2 separate regions of the Sus scrofa genome follow, and region 2 is linked to region 1. A link is a contact called in public promoter capture Hi-C data. All regions are on one chromosome and are shown on one strand. The core of a region is the stretch at or near the end of the contact, and the rest is flanking DNA. Distances in the headings are between cores, read along the strand shown. Region 1 holds the start of APIP (methylthioribulose-1-phosphate dehydratase). Region 2 holds the start of NAT10 (RNA cytidine acetyltransferase).

Region 1 (5,225 bases), core at 1,761-4,260:
TTTGGGTATTTATGCTATAGCCCTCATTCATTCATTCAGCAGAACTTTACTGATGGCCCTGAAGAAATAAACAAGAGTAAGATAAAATCTTTACATTTGGGGGCTCTAACTCTAGTAAAGAAGTTATTAACAGTTGTGAAGTGACAAAGCAGTGTAGAAAACATGATGGTCCAGGGCATTATTGGAGTAGAAGCTACTGGTGTAAGGGAGCAGGAGTTAGAAAGGCTTCAGAGAGGAAGGGATGCTGAGCTGAGTTTTTAATTTTTGTTTTTTTGTCATTTTAGGGCCGTACCTGTGGCATTATGTAAGTTTCCAGGCTAGGGGTAGAATTGGAGCTGTAGCTGCTGGCCTATACCACAGCCACAGTCAAAGCAAACTGGGATCGGAGCCACGTCTATGACCTATACCACAGCTCACAGCAACGCTGGATCCTTAACCCTCTGAGCGAGCCCAGGGATCGAACTCGTTTCCTCATGGATACTAGTCTGGTACGTTACCGCTGAGCCATGACAGGAACTCCCCTGAGCTGAGTTCTAATGAAGGAGATGAGGTGTGAAGGTAGATGAAGAGGAGAAAGGGCATTTTCGTCAGACAGAACTCTGAGTAGTTGGAACTGGAATTAGGTTCTGTGAGATGGAGAGGGGACGGGAAAAGACTATAAGGATTGCCCATGCTATGCACAGGAGTTTGGACTTTATGCTCTAGATGGTTGATAACCACTGAGCAGTTTTAAATAAAAGATGACACGATCAGATTTTATTTTTGAAACATTTCTACGTGGCAGTAGAGAGAAGAGGCTAAAGGGTGATGATCAAGAAAGGAGCAGACCATCAGAGAGGCTGTGGAAACAGCTTCAAAATGAAATTGTAAGGGAGCGATGGCAGAGATGGATTTGGAAGATAATTAAGTTAAATAGACAGAGTTCCCGTCGTGGCACAGGGGAAGTGAATCCGACTAGGACCAAGAGGTTGCGGGTTCGATCCCTGGCCTCGTTCAATGGGTTAAGCATCCTGGCGTTGCCGTGAGCTGTGGTGTAGGTCGCAGACACAGCTCAGATTCCCAGCTGCTGTGGCTATGGTGTAGGGCCAGCAGCTGTAGTTCTGATTGGACCCGTAGCCTGGAATCTCCATATGCCATGCATGCAGTGTGTGCAGCCCTAAAAAAAAAAAAAGTTAAATAGAAAGGATGGACTTTGGGTAAGAAAACTGAAGGAAAGGAAGGCTTCAAGGAATTCCAAGTTTTCAGTTGGCTGAGCAGCTAAGTGGTTAGTGATGCGGTCATAAATATTTGAGTGCCTACCATGCATCAAGCACATCCTGGAAGTTCAGCCATGAATAAGACAAAGTCTCCGCACTGAAGGAATTTATACTCTAGGAAGCAGTTTTAAAAAAGTGATGTTGACTGAAAAAAAAAGGCACAGTGTGAGTCATGAGTTAAATTTTATTTGAGGCAAAATGAGGCCTGGGAGACAGCCTCTCAGCGCCGAGGGAGGAACTGCTAGAAGCGGGGGGGGGGAGTTCAGTATATATGTGATTTGGGGAAGGTGGATACCTGAAATCAAGCACCTGCTTCTGCAGAGGATTTCACTAATCATGAGGAGCAGATGGCACCATTAATGATCTTACTGCTCTTCTAGATATGAGAAGACACAAGAAATTGGGGTCATAAAATCTCCTGAAAATATCTAACTATCAGAAGGCCTAGTCTGCCAGTTTTTCACAGAACACAGAGTGCCTCATTCCTGATCTCCCTGGCCTTCTTTCAAGAGTGTGCTGAAGGTCAGCGGCTGACTGCAGCGGCTAATGACCTAAACCTTGTGGAGGCAGCGGGTGGGTGACAATTTTTAGTTGGCAGTGAAAAGAGGAATAAATACGTAAATTGTAATAAGTGAGAGGAAGAAAACAAGTGACTTTGCTCATCTCTGGAAAGTCATTTATTCACAGAAATACTGGCTGATAAGTTTTTCCTAATAAAATCTGCCACCTTTTACTTTTTAATTGGGACCTTCTGCCCCAAGGAAGAATAACAGGAGGAATAAAGAATCAGGTCGTGATTTGAGGGGGAATTCCCAGTCTCTTCAGCAGCGCTTCTCACTTGTAATGGTTTACTGGTCTAGCTCTCCTCCAGAACCCAGGCCATTGTCTTAATTACCACCCTGAGCACATGGGTGTTCCATAAATTGTTGGCATGCAGAAGTGAATGAAAAGTTATGTGCAGCCCGAGGGTGGAATCTTCCTGTGACTTCTGCTTAAGGAAAAATCCTTCCTAGATCATCCCACAACCAATCTAAACAGAAGCAGGCAAAGAGCAACTTGCGCAGAGAAAGTGCCAGCTACTGAACAGATCCGGCTCGGGGACGTTTCCCAAGTACCTACTACGCGCCAAATGTCAGGCTGGTCGCCAGGGCGCAGAAGAGCTCATAGTCTGAGCTCCGTTTCACCCGCGGCTTCACGTTTCCCCGGTCTTCATGAGAAGTTACTTTGAAATACACACTTAATACCGCTCTCCTCCGTTATTTTTCCTTATTCAAGGTTTGGTGCCCAGCTCCTGTCTCCAGAGAACCCCAGCCGGTGGAGCAAAGACCTCAGCGGGAGCCGGGGACTTAGGTCAGCACCCGCAGCGGAAACCGCGGTGCGCGAGGGTCCCGTTGGGTCCGGCCCGAAACCCCACCCCGCCCGCGCCTAGCTTCCGCCGCCGAGCCCCGCAGGCGCCTCGCTTCCAGGGAATAGAAGGCGCCGGCGGCCCCGCCCCTACCTGCGCGAGGCATTGCCGCGAGCTACAGTCTCCCTCTGGAGCGTGACAGCCAGACATGGCCGGGAGCAGAGGTACCCGCGCCCTCCGGTCTTCGCAAGGCTTTGCTCCCGGCCCTCAGTTGGGGCTAACACGGCGAGGCCAGAAATGCAATCAGGCGGTGTGGAGGGCAGTCCGGAGGCGGGGCGGACAAGACGAAAGGCGGGTCCGGGAGGGCCTCGCTGACCGGAGGCCCAACCGCGCAGCCTCATGACCGGGAGGCGAGGCCAACGAGTTTGGAGGCGGAGCTAGAAGAGCTGCTTGATTCCTGCGGTTTACGAGTCGCGGGCGTCCAGGGGGCGTGTCCAACGGGGTGGGAGGCGGGGCCTTGTAGGGCCTTGATGACTGGGCGAACAGGCTGTGCTGAGGGCAGCCCGCGAGAAGGCTGGGAAGATGGCGGCCTCCTGGAGGCTAGGCTGTGACCCGCGGGTGATGCGTTGCCTCCTGGGCTTTGGCAACTGCCCGGGGCTGGTGAAGGGAGCTGCTGGATGGTCTCTCGGCCGCGGAGCTAGTTGGAGATGGTATCACAGCACGCAGTCTCTTTGGGGTGAGTGGCCGGGACGCGCTCAGCTCCTCTGTGCATCTGAGCAACGGGCCTGGGGCAGGGGCTTTTTGATTAAGGGCCTGCACCTGGGTGTGGAGGTGCCCGGAGCCTCCCCGCTCCCTTGGCTTTGTCTCGGGGAGGGTTCTGCTGACTTGGCCTCGTGCATGCCGCAAAGGGTTTTTTGGAAGCTAGGAGAATTTGACTCCGTTCCCTGGCCTCCTGGTTGGTATGGCTTCTCCGTGACCTTGCCTTGGATTTGGGGTTGTGCGGCCTCTCTCAAGCCCCTTCCTAGTCATTGTTAGTTTCCTTTAGAGTTGTCAAGTTGCCCAAGTTTGCTGAGATTTAGACGTCACGTTAGTGGTTTTTATTCATTGTTTTCACCCTTGTCTACTGGAAGATCTTAGAGGCCAGCGGGGTTGCCTCACGCGAGTACTGGTAAAGGACTCAATTTGTAAATGTCTAGGCATCATAGGCATAGGTCCGGAAAAATGTTTTATGCGAAACATGGCTTGAAAGAGTGGAAATTTAGGGGGAGAAGCTTACCAAGAAGTGTCGACTTAAAGCCAGGCCGCCCAAGTGTTGTGAGTTTTAAGTTTTATTCAGAATATGAGTGAGGATTTTAGCCTGGGAGACAGCCGCTCTGCAGAGGTAGAGAAGCCAGATTGTATGTGAATTTTTTGGCTAGGAGATAAATGCGGTTAGGCATACAGGTTGATAAAAGATTACTGCTAATCACAAAGAGCAGATATCTCAGGTTAATGGTTTTAGTATTTTTCTATGAATGGGAAGATATAAGAATTCAGGATCATTAAAATTCTTCTTGAAATGTGTTTCGAATTATCTAAGGGCCTCTTTATCCAAAACACCCAGTGCTTCATCCTGAATTCCTCTCAGGTTGCACTGTCTGTCGCTGGGCAACTGCAGTGGGTTATGATTTAACCCTTGTAGAACTGGATTTGCCATTGAAATTCTTCATTGTTTACAAAACTTATTGTTGAAAGTTGTCTTTAAGTAGTGATATTGACAGAGCTAACACAATTCCTACGGTGTTTAATGGTATATACTGTAGTGTGCCCTGCATTATTTTTCTTTACATGAGGATGGGGGTGGGGCGGATTTTGAGTGTGATGTATTTTCTGCCAGTCTTTAGTCACTCCTCCGCAGGATGAATTGTAATATGAAAAATTAGGTGCAGTAGGCATTGCCCACATATTCTGAAGCTCAGAACAGAAGAATATTTACACAAAGTTACAGGGTATGATGAGTGCGCTGAGATTTTATGATCCTGTAATGAGAACAGTTTATTTCAATTTTTTCTACTTAATGTTTAAAAAATACCTCTTGGAGCAGTGGGTTTTTTTGTTTTGTTTTGTTTGTTTTTAACTGTGTTTACAATTTACTGTCTTCCCTTCCTCCAGTTTGTTAAATATTGAACTTTCTACAGCTCCCAGAGATTCTGTCTGGGGTAGAGCTAAGCAATTTGCATTTTACAAACAACCTTCGGTGCATTTTGATGTTTTATGTTGGTGTTTATAGAGTACACTTTGAGACTTGCTCTCTGAGAAAATCATGGAGTAGGAAGAGCTCAGTGTTAGAAATATTGTGGGAAGAGTGTTCTTAATCTTATTTATAAAACAGTTCCTTTTGAGAATCTTTGACTGTTTTAGACCCTCTCTACAGAGAAAGGGGCAAAGTGTAGTTACACTCCAAAATGTGCATGCAGTGTCAGGGGTTCTCCTGAGACCCAATTTAAGGACTGCTGCCTTTGGAAACTCTTAGGCAATTCTTCACTGATGCATCATGACATTTTGCCTACCCTATAACACACCGTGAACAACTTGTCTAACTGGACATCATCTGTGAGGAATACCAAGGAAGCTGTGTGTTTCCT
Region 2 (5,225 bases), core at 1,011-3,510, 730 kb before region 1:
CCTTGCTCAGTGGGTTAACGATCCGGCGTTGCCGTGAGCTGTGGTATAGGTTGCAGACGTGGCTCGGATCCCGAGTTGCTATGGCTCTGGCATAGGCCAGTGGCTGTGGCTCCGATTCGACCCATAGCCTGGGAATCTCCATATGCCGCGGGAGCGGCCCAAAGAAATAGCAAAAAGACGAAAAAAAAAAAAAAACAAAAAAAAAACAGTGCAGTGTTGAGAACAAAATAGACGGGCTAAGAAATGGCTTTTGCAGTAGCCCATGTAAAATTATTACAACGTACAGTGGAGGGTGGTAGTGAATGGATTCTTTGTATTTACTATATGTAAGTGGCTACTGCTCAGTATTGTTGCAGACAATACTATCATTCTTCCCTAGGTGATCTTACCCAATCCCACGACTTTGACTCCAGCCAGCATTTTAGTTGCTTATAAATATCTCTTAAGTCCTAAACTTCCTGAAACAGATTATACTCAGCATCTTGATTGGTATGGCATAAGCATTCCAACTCCATCTCTCAAGGAACCTACATCCAGTTGCTCAGGACAAATACTTTGGATATCATCTTTTGATTTTCTCTCATACCCTGTATCTGTAGTCCTTAATTAGGCAAATCTACATGGTTCTATCTTGAAAATATATTCTGAGTCAGCTAGCACTTGTGACCACCACTGCTATCAGAACAGGTTAACTACAGTAGCTTATAATGGTTTTCTTTCTGCTTGTGCTCTCCTGTAGTGTGTGTATGTATGTATAATACATACTTTGCACAGCAGCCAGAGCTTTTTTTTTTTTCTTTCCCTTTTTAGGGCTGCATCTCTGGAACATAGAGGTTCCCAGGGCAGGGATCATAGTGGAGCTGCCGCTGCTGGCCTACACCACAGCCACAGCAATGCCATATCTCCAACCCACTGAGCGAGGCCAGGGATGGAACCTGCGTCCTCATGGATAATAGTTGGGTTCCTTACCGCTGAGCCATGATGGGAACTCCAGCCAGAGCCTTTTAAGAGGGCAAATCAGATTTTGTCACTTTCCTATTACTCAAACTCCAGTGGTTTACTGTCACACCTAGAGTTAAATTCCAGATCTGACACCCACATGCCCTTTGTTATCTGGCCTAACTTCCCAGTTTTTCCTTTGGTTGCTGTACTCTGGCTATGTTGGCTGCTTTGTGGAGACTTCCCATCGCCAAGTCACTAAGTGTTCAACCTAACGAGTGGGAAGACTTCCCTGAAAGGTTCTTAAGATTCGTTCTTTTAAATTCAGGTCTTTGCACCAGTGTCACCACCTGAATTCTTCCATTTCCCCTCTAAAGAAGCACCCTAGTTTTCCTTGCTGGATGGCTTTTTGTCTTAAAACTTACCGAGATTAAGTTTCACGAAGGGCAGGAATGTTTTGGTCACTTTATCCCTTGTCTCTGACATACTGACATTTCTTTGACATTAAATCAAAAGTTTAATGGTGGGTGTTGGACTAAAATGGTGGTGCTGCTTAGATTTGGAGGTACAGAATTAACGATTTGAGGAGGGAGTTTCAGGAGGGAAGAGGAATGAGTTCAGCTTCATTCTGATTGAGGCATCCAAGAAATGTCAAGCAAACAGTTGGATTCGTTTAAGTTCAGCGATGTGGTTCAAAAACACTAACTGTATAGGTGGCCCTTTAAATCAGCTGCTTGAGCAAATTCGTCGGGGAGGAGGGAGAGGAGGGGAGGTAACTGAAGAACAGAGCTCCAGAGCCGGCTTTCAGAACAGCGGCAGCATTTGACAGCCCAGTAATAGACCTAAGGGGATCTACAAAGTAGAGCAGCCGAATAGGAGAGTAGAAAAACCTATGGAATCCCAGGCAGATCTATGAGGTCATTACCGAGTATGAGGAGGGTCAAGTAAGATGAATGAGATAGGTGTGGAGATCGAGTTTCCTCATCTAGTTACGTTAAAATGGAAAGCTAATTTAAATAACTGACAAAATTACGCACCGATCCAGGAGCGTTTCGCATGAACCACGCTACCTACTGCTGAAAACCCTGGACCACATACCGTGTGCTGCCCCAGACCTATCTGGGCACCTGAGCTCGGCCCAGAGCAGTGACAGACCTGGGCGTGCGGGCGTGTCTGTGCTTATTCTGTCCTACGTAACCAGGGTATCTGACAATGACAAAATACCCCGGCAACACAGCTCTCGCGGGTAGAGACTAATCCGCACAGCCGCAGTTGCTGCAACCCCGCCTCCTGGGTTTCTGACGTCATCACTCAGAGACAGGGTTGCAAGAGGTCCCCTCGCTCGCTGTGGCCGCGCCGTCAATGCGCTGGCGCACGCACCGCCTACCATCGCCTGAGTTGTACCAGTCGGCCGTCAGGCATACGCTGGGGACGGCCGGCTGCTCCTGGTACCGCAGAAGGGGTTCCCACGTGCTTCCGCCTCACTGCTTGTTGGAGTTGGCTGAGGTCGGGGCGCAGGTATCCATCACGGGATGGCGGGGGTCGGTTTCGGGATTGGTGTCCGTGTCCTTCCTGGGCCCGGAGGAGATCGGCTCCAGGATGAACGCTCTGCATCCGTGCTGATACCGGAGCCCGCCGACTGCCTCCCAACCTGGACTCTCCTAGATGAGAGGATCCTCTTCCTCAGTAGGCGGTCACCCTCGGGAATGCTTCTCGAGCGCGTTCACAGGTTGCGTGGCTGATCTCCACCCTCTAGGGACTGTAGCTGAGGTGGGCGGGGGGATGTCGGGGTGAGTGAGTGGGTGACAGCCTTTTGCTTTCCACAGAGCTTGCCCACATTTCCCGATTGCAGCACTGGGCATTGAACTGAGGCAGTTTGATTCTAGATCCTCCTACACCCTTAGCTACTTCGCAATGCTTATTCTTTATATTCTTTATTCAGGACTTGGTTTTGTTTGCCAGTGCACCTAGAATGGTGCCTGGGACATAGACACCGTGTATATGTGTTAGACTAATAGATGAATGAGTGAAAAACAAGTCATCTTCCCCCTCATCCGTTAAGGCTTCCTTGTCCTAGCCCACAGTAATCTAGACTTTCATCAGACCACTGTCTGTAGCTGTTATTTTTACATCTAATTTTGTCTATCTTTAGACAGATTATCCCGCATTTCTTTCTCTTAAGTATTTTCTCCAAGGAAAATGAAAGCTCTTTGAAATCAGGTTCTACTTCTGGGGTTGCCGCTGTAACTAAATCGAGAAGCAATAAGTAGTTGTTGACCGGGGATCTTTGTGTGGCCAGCAACACAACTGATAAGCCAAATCAGATTGGTAAGCTGGAAAGAGTTCAGGTTCTGAAATCAAGGGTACCTGAATAAATCCTGCCTCTGTCACTTTTCCTTGAGTTACTTGAGATTTTATACTTGGTCCTTTCTTTGTAAAATAGGAGTATTGGTTGTGACATAGTGTTTTACAGTAGACAGAACAGCTAAAATCCATAGGTTAGAAGCCCAATTAAGGGAGGATTAAGGTTCAGTTAGTGAGCTTTATTCATGAAATGCAGCAAGCACTGAGGTTTCTAAACATGTCATTATTACTTTTACATTGTAGAGACAATTGAGATTTCAAATGTTTCTCTGATGTATTTATTATGATAATAACATACTGTTTTATCATATGTAATCAAAGTAATTTTTGAAATCTTATCTGTACAGGCTTCAGTCTAGTTTTCCCTCCCTTGAGGAAACAATTGGACATACTCCATCATAGTAATCTATAATATTCAGGGATTTCTTTTCCCTGACTTTGTTAATAATACATGTGAATTTAAAAAACCCCAGAACTCAAAAAAACCCAAACCAAACCAAACCAAAATAAGACTCACTTGTGATCTCACCATCTGTAAATAACTATTTTACAGTTTGGTGGTTTTTTTCCCAGTCTTTTTTTTTTTATTTCCTCTGTGTTTTATGTACATGCATATCCTGCCATGTTATCCTCTAATAAAAGCGTCTATATCCATATCCTTAGATCATTTTTGAAAAAGATTTTGAACAAATAATTTTGGACACTTACCTTATTTTCTCATATGTTCCCATAGATTTCTCATGTATTTTAATCATTTTAATTTTTTTTGGATATTGTTTCTGATTTTTAAAAAACTCCTCCAAACGGGTGGAAATTACAGCTTCCCTGTTGACTTCCCATGCCGAGGGAACATTTTCTTTGCCTTCCAAACTTAGTTTCCCAATTTAAAAAATGAGGCCGATGTATTCCCTAGGGATCTATTTGAGGGTTAAATAAGATAATACTTATAAGTGTGCCGTGTAGGCCCTAGCCCCACAAGAGGCAGCCAGCTGATGTTCCTTATCCACAACCTGGATGCAAAATGTTCATGCCACGTTGTGTTTCCATTCTTTCTGCTATAGTGACAGTTTTTCACCATGCATCGGAAGAAAGTGGATAACCGGATCCGGATTCTCATTGAGAATGGGGTAGCTGAGCGGCAAAGGTCTCTCTTTGTTGTGGTTGGAGATCGAGGAAAGGATCAGGTAAGACCTGGCAAACGCTTCCTGACTTACTCTGTGTCCTGTCCCAAAGAGTCAGCATGTTACAGACCCTCCGGGGTTTCACAAATAATGATATTAGGGTCCCTTTGACTGGTTTTCTTTAAGTGAAATGCCTAGTGGGAACATTCCTTTCTATCTTGGAAGTGATAAATACTCTATATTTGGAATTATTAACAGAGAGGTTAACAGCTTTTGATACCTGGGCTGGTGGACTGAGTGTAAGGGTTAGTGTCTGTGACCTTCCTTCTAGTCTCAACCTGTGCTCTTGGCCTGACTCTCAGTTTATTTTCCACGCCTGTCAAATGAAGTCTTGGGTCTGGCAGTCCTGAAGGTCCGTTTTGGCCCTGAGATTCTGTGGCTTTTTTCTTTGGCAGGTGGTCATACTCCATCACATGCTGTCCAAAGCAACTGTGAGGGCGCGGCCTTCAGTGCTGTGGTGTTATAAGAAGGAGCTGGGGTTTAGCAGGTAAGCTTGGCCCTTTGCGTGTCCAGTACCACATCCCATTCCTGCTCGGGAGTTAAATGCTAGGAAACCATTCCTCGACATGGATTGTCAGGGGTCGTCAGTGAAGGTGCTATCTGTGGACCCTTCCAGTAGAGAAAATAATAGAGCTGATGTCCTTTCTTCATTCCTGACAATAAATTTCAAATCCTTTTCATGCTCTTTAAGTTCCCGGCCCAATTCCTTGCTCCCTGCATGTGATTTTTCTTCTTAGTTTT

What was found. Promoter capture Hi-C pulls out the DNA fragments that hold promoters and counts their contacts.
Region 2: a promoter capture Hi-C map of liver shows a contact between it and region 1, with 5 times the contacts expected there. The contact joins the promoter of NAT10 here to the promoter of APIP in region 1. A contact is called at or near these places in 1 of 5 promoter capture datasets (liver) and 2 of 2 datasets of contacts at active chromatin or transcription factors (alveolar macrophages and skeletal muscle).

The regions. Positions count from the first base shown.
Region 1 is chr2:26,092,805-26,098,029 of Sscrofa11.1, reverse strand. APIP (methylthioribulose-1-phosphate dehydratase) reads right to left here and starts at 3,010. Exons shown (of 8, transcript XM_003122870.3): 1 at 2,755-3,010. The coding sequence starts at 2,811. PDHX (pyruvate dehydrogenase protein X component, mitochondrial) reads left to right here and starts at 3,135. Exons shown (of 13, transcript XM_003122869.4): 1 at 3,135-3,337. The coding sequence starts at 3,184.
Region 2 is chr2:26,824,095-26,829,319 of Sscrofa11.1, reverse strand. NAT10 (RNA cytidine acetyltransferase) reads left to right here and starts at 2,260. Exons shown (of 29, transcript XM_003122875.5): 1 at 2,260-2,457; 2 at 4,365-4,487; 3 at 4,880-4,971. The coding sequence starts at 4,380.